Regions from separate parts of the Mus musculus genome. Here region 2 is linked to region 1. Evidence: chromatin contacts called from public promoter capture Hi-C data. All regions are on one chromosome and are shown on one strand. The core of a region is the stretch at or near the end of the contact, and the rest is flanking DNA. Distances in the headings are between cores, read along the strand shown. Region 1 holds the start of Rnh1 (ribonuclease/angiogenin inhibitor 1). Region 2 holds the start of Dhcr7 (7-dehydrocholesterol reductase).

The links. Promoter capture Hi-C pulls out the DNA fragments that hold promoters and counts their contacts.
Region 2: a contact with region 1 is called in a promoter capture Hi-C map of pre-B cells, with 8 times the contacts expected there. The contact joins the promoter of Dhcr7 here to the promoter of Rnh1 in region 1. A contact is called at or near these places in 2 of 39 promoter capture datasets (liver and pre-B cells) and 1 of 9 other capture datasets (liver).

What each region holds. Positions count from the first base shown.
Region 1 is chr7:141,167,081-141,170,748 of GRCm38.p6, reverse strand. It overlaps Rnh1 (ribonuclease/angiogenin inhibitor 1), which reads left to right and starts at 1,813. Exons shown (of 10, transcript NM_145135.3): 1 at 1,813-2,073.
Region 2 is chr7:143,821,829-143,825,478 of GRCm38.p6, reverse strand. Dhcr7 (7-dehydrocholesterol reductase) reads right to left here and starts at 2,312. Exons shown (of 9, transcript NM_007856.2): 1 at 1,939-2,312. Nadsyn1 (NAD synthetase 1) reads left to right here and starts at 2,627. Exons shown (of 21, transcript NM_030221.2): 1 at 2,627-2,820. The coding sequence starts at 2,736.

The sequences.
Region 1 (3,668 bases), core at 564-3,063:
AGTTCTCCCATACAGCTTCCAGGAAAGTTTGTGCAAACTCAGCACCCAGGGGCCCTTGCCCCCTTCACTTCTCACCCTTCCTCACTGGGTGTGGTCTTTGTAGAAAGCTCACTTTCATGCTGGTAGAAGGAAGGCAGGTGCTTGTCTTTAGTTTGTTCTGAGGTCCTGGTATGGTGCTAGAAACTCATTGTACCTGCCAGCCACATGGCTTGCCTGAACCCAGGCTCCTAAGTTGGTAGCCCCTGCCATTTGTCTGTGGGTACTCAGTATCCATGAAAACAACTACAGCTCTCACCTTAAAAGGAATAAGAGATAGTTTATTCTGGAGTCATTGTTAGTGACCATGGCCTGAGAACACAGATTTAGGTTACTCCAGATTCTGTGTTCCCATGGAGGTAGTTTCATGACGTTTTGTAGTTTTACAGAAGAAAATAGTAGTAAACAAGGCAAGTTTAAGTACATTGAAGGGTACATCAGAGAGATTGGTACAACAAGAGGAAGGAAGCTTTTCTGTAAGTCCAAGATGCCAACTGATGACATTCTTGGCTTTTGGTTAGTGGAAGCTACTGGTCTGCTAAAGGATTCCAAAAGGATGCTGGGTGTGGTGACACTTGCCTTTCCTACCAGCAGTCAGGGGGAAGAGGAAGCCACATCTCTGTGAGTTGTAGGCCAGCCTGATCACAAGATATTAGTTGCAACACAGGTAGGCAAGGAAGAGCTGTTCTAGAGGGGTAGAACTAGCCCAGGATAAGGCAGCCTCTGGAACTGCACCAGCCCAATTTCTCCACAGCACTGAAACTCTAATCAGCCAGTCTCTGTAGATACAGCTTCTTTTCAGGAATTCTCCTTCATGGCAGCAACAAATAAAGGCTGGCTGGCCAAAGTTTTCCTTCTAATTGGGCAGGCTTTAATCTTTCCCCAAAGAACTGATCCCCAACTTCACAGGTCAGTTGTTGGTATTGGTTCCATGAGGATGGCTCTGCAGCGATGAAGATTAAGCTCTGTCTGTAGTGGCCACTGCACAGGGTTTATGAAGCTGAGTTCCAGCCTCTTTTCTTGCCTGTCTCTTTGCCTCCTTCTCTCCCTTCAGGGCTCCCTGTCCCAGGTCTTTTAGGGAACACAATTCCTGATTTCCTATGCTGGCCTGCTAGACTCTCCTTTACTTGTATTATTAAAGTTCCCGGAGGGACTCAGAACAGCATCTGGCAAATGACAAGTGTTTAACAAACACTTAGGTGGATGGATGCCAGTTCCTTGGCAAGGGTGTGTGTGGCCATTTGTGCAAGAGAGCAGGGCTCCTGAGTGACAAACTCTCAATGCTGACTTTTTCCACAGTGCTAGAATCCCAGCACTCAGGAAGCAAATCTGCATGTTCAAGGCCCTCCTGGGCTACACATCAAGACCTTATTTCAAAAATACAGAAACCAAAAGCAAATCCTATAACTTGGGAGTATGTTACAAAGTTTAAACATGGGCTGGAGGGATGGCTTAGGACACTGCTCTTCCAGAGCACCCAGGTGTAGTTCCCAACACCTGAATGGTGGCCATTCCCCAAGAATCTGATACCCTCTTCTGGCCTTCCTGGGCACGATGCACAGATATATATGCAGATGAAGCATTCATATATAAACGATATTTAAGACAAATATCAGAAATGCTTAGTGACGAAATGCTTGAGAGCCCCATGCATCAGAGGCTCTCGACATCCCAAGCCCTATCCCCAGGGAGAAAGGCTGTTCATAATGAACACTGTTCTAGCCATGAAAACCTGGTCGGCCTGTAGGAGAGATGGGTGTGTTCATACCAGAAGCTCTCATCACAGTCACACCCATTTCGTGGCAGCTGTGGATCATTTTACGTATTTTTAGTCAGGCTCAAAGAAGTGACTCAGGTTTGTCAAGTTCTGTTCCCAAAGTGCAGCCTGCATGTGGGAGGGACAGACCTAGTGGGCGGTCTCCAGTAGGCAAAGTGAAAGGCTAGTTGGGGCCAGAGAAAGAGAAGCGGCGAAAGTCTCTACGCCCCGCCCTGGGCGGAAGAAAACGGATCGTCTGGGACCTCTTGCAGCGGCACCAGGTGAGCAAGGGCCATGTTCCGGGGCGCCCGGCTGCCTTTGAGAGTTTTTTTCGGGTCCCTTCCTGGCCCTCTTAATACGTGGCAGAGCGGCTGGACCAGAAGGTTTGAGGGATCAAAAAATTGGGCGGGGGCGGGATCACGGGCCCGGCGAGTCTCTGAGGCCTGTTCCTCCCTTAGGGTGACACATTTGTGCCTCAGAGGAGCCTTGCTTGGTGCTTGAAGGCTGACCTCATAGCTCCGTCGCCAGCGACCTGTTCGCTCGCTCACTTTAAGGCCCAAAGAGGGTGTCTTCAGATCCTAGGATTAACCCAACAGCTAGGAGCAGCTAGTTAGCAATATCCAATCACATCAAAGCAGAGGCCTGAATCATGCTTCTAAGCCAGGCTGGTGGGACCTCCTGCCTGGTCCCAAGGCCAAACAGGGGGAGGAGTGTGGGAGAAGAACCAGCTGCCTGGGTTCTTTCACATCCCTTGCCCCTGACCTCAGATGATCGTCAGGACTGGCTGGCACCCTGCCTCCCATAAAGTCCAGTCCTGTGCTTTCCTCAAAGGTAGATACTCTAGGACCCTGTAGTCTGTAGTGCATAAGAGAGCAGGTGTGGGTTGCACCTGTGACTAGAAGTACTGTAGCTACCCCACCCCAGTGGCAGTGCCCTAGTGATGACTGGCTTTGGATGACACATCTGATCCAGGCAGTGCTGGTTTTACTCCCTGGCGAGTTGTGGGTGGGGCTAACTGGTTTCTCCATGCCCTGGCTATATGTCCACAGTGAGTTATCTCTGCCGTTGCCTCAGTTTTCCCTGTCACTAGCCCTTGTGTCAATATGTGTAAAGTGCTCCTGGTTAGCATTAAGGGGGTATCCTCCTAGCCCTGGGAAGGAAGGGGAAGACCCCGTTAGTAAAGCCATGTTGTGCCAGGCACTGTAACTTCACACAGAGCTGTTTGCCAGTTTCGGTAACTGTTATAGAGAGCAGCTGAAGTGACTTCTGTTTCTCTTAAACAGAACCTAGTACCGCTCTCCCTTCAGTGCTAGGAGCACAGCACTGATCTCTTCTTTCAAGCCTTCCAGGATACCCACATGCTGTCCAGGCTAGCTTGCTTGACAGATAGTTGCTTAGGAATGTGGAGACATGGGTATTTGTCTCTAGGCCTCAGATACATCCTTCCACAGCCAGTGCCTGTCATGCTTATTCAGGTTGTCAGAGCCTGTAACCTGTTTGTCCCAGCTTTCCTAGTGTGATACACTGCCTGGATCCTTTGCAGGCTGGGCCTGAGCTGGCTGAGGATTGTGAGAAGTTGGTCCTGGCCTGAGTCCCTAGACTCAGAAGGAAGTCACAGAAGCAAAAGCTATAGTGACTGCCTCTGAATACTCTCCTTTTCCCCCAGAGTCCTGTGCCTTCCTGCCCTTAAGGTGGTTGCTTGTGTCCAGGCTTCATGCTCCCTGGCCTTTGACTTTGTATAGGGCTTGGCAACAGTAGAGTATGGTGCTGGACCAACTTGTTCTCAGAGTAAGAAGTAGGCTGAATCAGCAGTAAGCCCCACTACTGGAGTTTCCAGACCGTAGCCAGGCTCCCACAAATAAGCAGGTTTCCAGGC
Region 2 (3,650 bases), core at 1,063-3,562, 2.7 Mb before region 1:
TAGGCTGAGCAGAGGCAGCCACCCTCTTGTGTCTTTCCTAATAAATTTCTTGTGTGAAATTTGCTATGCACTGTGAATTGTAGTATTCCTTGGCTTCCTACTGCCAGGAAAACTCCCACAGAGCTGCAGTACTTACACTGGGGAAAACTTTCCCCTCAGAGCTGTGTCACTCACACGCTGGCCCTTCTTTTTACAGGTGTCTAGCAGACGCTGTAGCCCATCTATCAAGACACATTCTAAGAACTTCATTCTTGACGCAGCCTGAAGGGTCTAGATTGGCTTTCCTCTGAGGGAGGAAGTGAGGCCTGAATCCCTGGGCCTGAGGAAAAATGGCTGAGGAGGAACTAGACCTAAAGAAGTTGTATCTAGATATGGAAGTCTCTACATGGACCATCCTTTCATCTCAGCTCCAAACTTTGTCTCTGTAACTCCTTCCAAGGGTGTTTTGTTCCCACTTCTAAGGAGGGGCATAGTGTCCACACTTCAGTCTTCATTTTTCTTGAGTTTCATGTGTTTAGGAAATTGTATCTTATATCTTGGGTATCCTAGGTTTTGGGCTAATATCCACTTATCAGTGAGTACATATTGTGTGAGTTCCTTTGTGAATGTGTTACCTCACTCAGGATGATGCCCTCCAGGTCCATCCATTTGGCTAGAAATTTCATAAATTCATTCTTTTTAATAGCTGAGTAGTACTCCATTGTGTAGATGTACCACATTTTCTGTATCCATTCCTCTGTTGAGGGGCATCTGGGTTCTTTCCAGCTTCTGGCTATTATAAATAAGGCTGCTATGAACATAGTGGCTGACACCATTGCATACATGTATTAGTCAGGGTTCTCTAGAGTCACAGAACTTATGGATAATCTCTAAATAGTAAAGGAATTTATTGATGACTTACAGTCGGCAGCCGAATTCCCAACAATTGTTCAGTCGCAGCTGTGAATGGAAGTCCAAGGATCTAGCAGTTACTCAGTCTCACGCAGCAAGCAGGCAAAGGAGCAAGAGCAAGAGCTAGACTCCCTTCTTCCAATGTCCTTATATTGTCTCCAGCAAAAGGTGTAGCCCAGATTAAAGGTGTGTTCCACCACACCTTTAATCCCAAATGAAAGGCATAGCCCAGATTAAAGGTGTGTTCCTTAACTCGGAGATTAAATCTTCTGGAATCCATAGCCACTATGGCTCAAGATCTTCAAACCAAGATCCAGATAAGGATCTCCAAGCCTCCAGATAAGGGTCACTGGTGAGCCTTCCAATTCCGAATTGTAGTTCATTCCAAATATTGTCAAGTTGACAACCAGGAATAGCCACTACAATACACTAGCAAGATTTTATCGAAAGGACCCAGATGTAGCTGTCTCTTGTGAGACTATGCCGGGGCCTAGCAAACACAGAAGTGGATGCTCACAGTCAGCTAATGGATGGATCACAGGGCTCCCAATGGAGGAGCTAGAGAAAGTAGCCAAGGAGCTAAAGGGATCTGCAACCCTATAGGCGGAACAACATTATGAACTAACCAGTACCCCGGAGCTCTTGACTCTAGCTGCATATGTATCAAAAGATGGCCTAGTCGGCCATCACTGGAAAGAGAGGCCCATTGGACACGCAAGCTTTATATGCCCCAGTACAGGGGAACGCCAGGGCCAAAAAGGGGGAGTGGGTGGGTAGGGGATTGGGGGTGGGTGGGTATGGGGGACTTTTGGTATAGCATTGGAAATGTAAATGAGCTAAATACCTAATAAAAAATGGAAAAAAAAAGTTGTATCTACTTTGATTGGTGTTACCCAAACGCAAAAGGGACAGGAATGAGAAAGGGCTCAGGTTGATGCACAGGGAATCCAGACTGCTGTGAGCCAAAGAAGCAGGACACACCCATTCCCTCTGTGAGCTCTCTGTGAGCTCCTACTGACAAAATTGACACAAATTAACTGAACACACCTGCGAAGTGGAAACTTTGAGAGATCCCTTCCATCAGACTGGCCTGTGCTTGTCTGTGGAGCATTTTCATAACCGATGATTGATGTGACGGCCTTGGCCCACTGTGGGTGGCGCTACCCCTGGCTGGTGGTCCTCAGTGGTGCAAAAAAAAAAAAAAAACAGGCTGAGTAAGCCTTCAAGCAAGCCAGTGGGCAGAAGTCCTCTTTGGTCTCTGCTTCAGTTCCTGCCTCAACTTCCCTTCATTACAGACTATGAGCTATAAGGTGAAGTGAGCCCTTTTCCTCCCCAGCTGCTTTTTGCCACGTGTTCATCACAGCGACAGAAAGCAAACCTGACATTACTTTTGGTGGCAGAAAACAAGCCTTTCATGACCTATCAAAAGTCGCTCAGATGGCAAAGGAAATGATCCAGGACGCTCTGACCTTGGGCAACAGCGGGACGCTGAGACAACCTTACTGCGCAGGCGCTCCTTAGGGCCCTACTTTAAAGGGTGCGCTTTGTGCAGGATCTCCGCGGGGGCGGGGTCTCACGGAAGGGCGCGCACTGCGAAAGTGAGAAGGGGTGTGGCTGTGGAGGGCGAAAGGACGGGGCTTCCGGGTAAGACACGGTCTGCGCCGGCGCAGTTCTGGAGGCGGTGCAGAAGCTGGGCTATGACGGCAGAGGGGCGGGGCTATGGCGAGCCGTGGGGAGGGGCCTCTAGGAAACCAAGCTACGCAGGCGTAGACCGGACAGTCCGGCTAGTATCTTCCCTGTGGTCTCCGTTATTACACCGTCCCAGCCTGGAACCTGTAACCAGCATGGGCCGGAAAGTGACCGTGGCCACCTGTGCACTCAATCAGTGGGCCCTGGACTTTGAGGGCAATTTCCAGAGGATTTTAAAGAGTGAGTTTTGGGGTGGCGGGAGACAGGAAGAAGTCAAAGTCCACAATGGGTAGGACATGGCAGTCCAGGCCAGCTTTGCCCAGGAGAGACTCACAGCGCTGGGCGTGGGAACAGATAGAAGGGTAATGCTTGGTGAGCTTTCAGGGCGACTTCCTAATTTGGGGGACATGTGAGGAAGCAAGGCAAGAGTGGAAATAGGAGTGCCCTGCCAGCCAGGCAGACACTGCCCTCATCCATCCTCTAGGATCTGGTGGGTCTCTCTAAGGTTACCTGGGGCAGGGCTGCGCATTCTTGGAACTGTTTCATTGAGATCTAGGCGTTTGCAAAGACTAGAGATCCGTGTTCTAGGGCTCCTGAGGACATTCCTCATGGATTGGCATTGGGAGAAGGCATACTGAAGCCAGAAGAGGTCTCAGGTCAGAGAAGGGTGTTGGCGTTCCATATACCTGTATTGTTGACATTCAGGTCAGCTCATCATTGCCCCCAGAAGATAGAACTGGGGATACTCTGTGCCCAGCTGCAGACTGCTCACCTCAGGTTATCCGTGCTGGAAGCCTCTGCAGGAAGGCTAAATAGGAAAAACAAGAAACAAGCAAAACAACAAGAAAAACCCAAATGTATTATTTATTTCATGTACATATGCACGCCATAATGTGCATGTGGAGGTCAGAGGACAACCTGCAGGAGTCAGCTGTCCTCTTCCACCTTGTGGGTCTGAGTGAGCAGTTCTCAACCTGTGAGCCACAACCCCTGTGAGGGCCAAATGACTCTTGGGCAAGGGTCAAATATCAGATATCGAGCCTCTCAGATATTTACATTATGGTTTATAA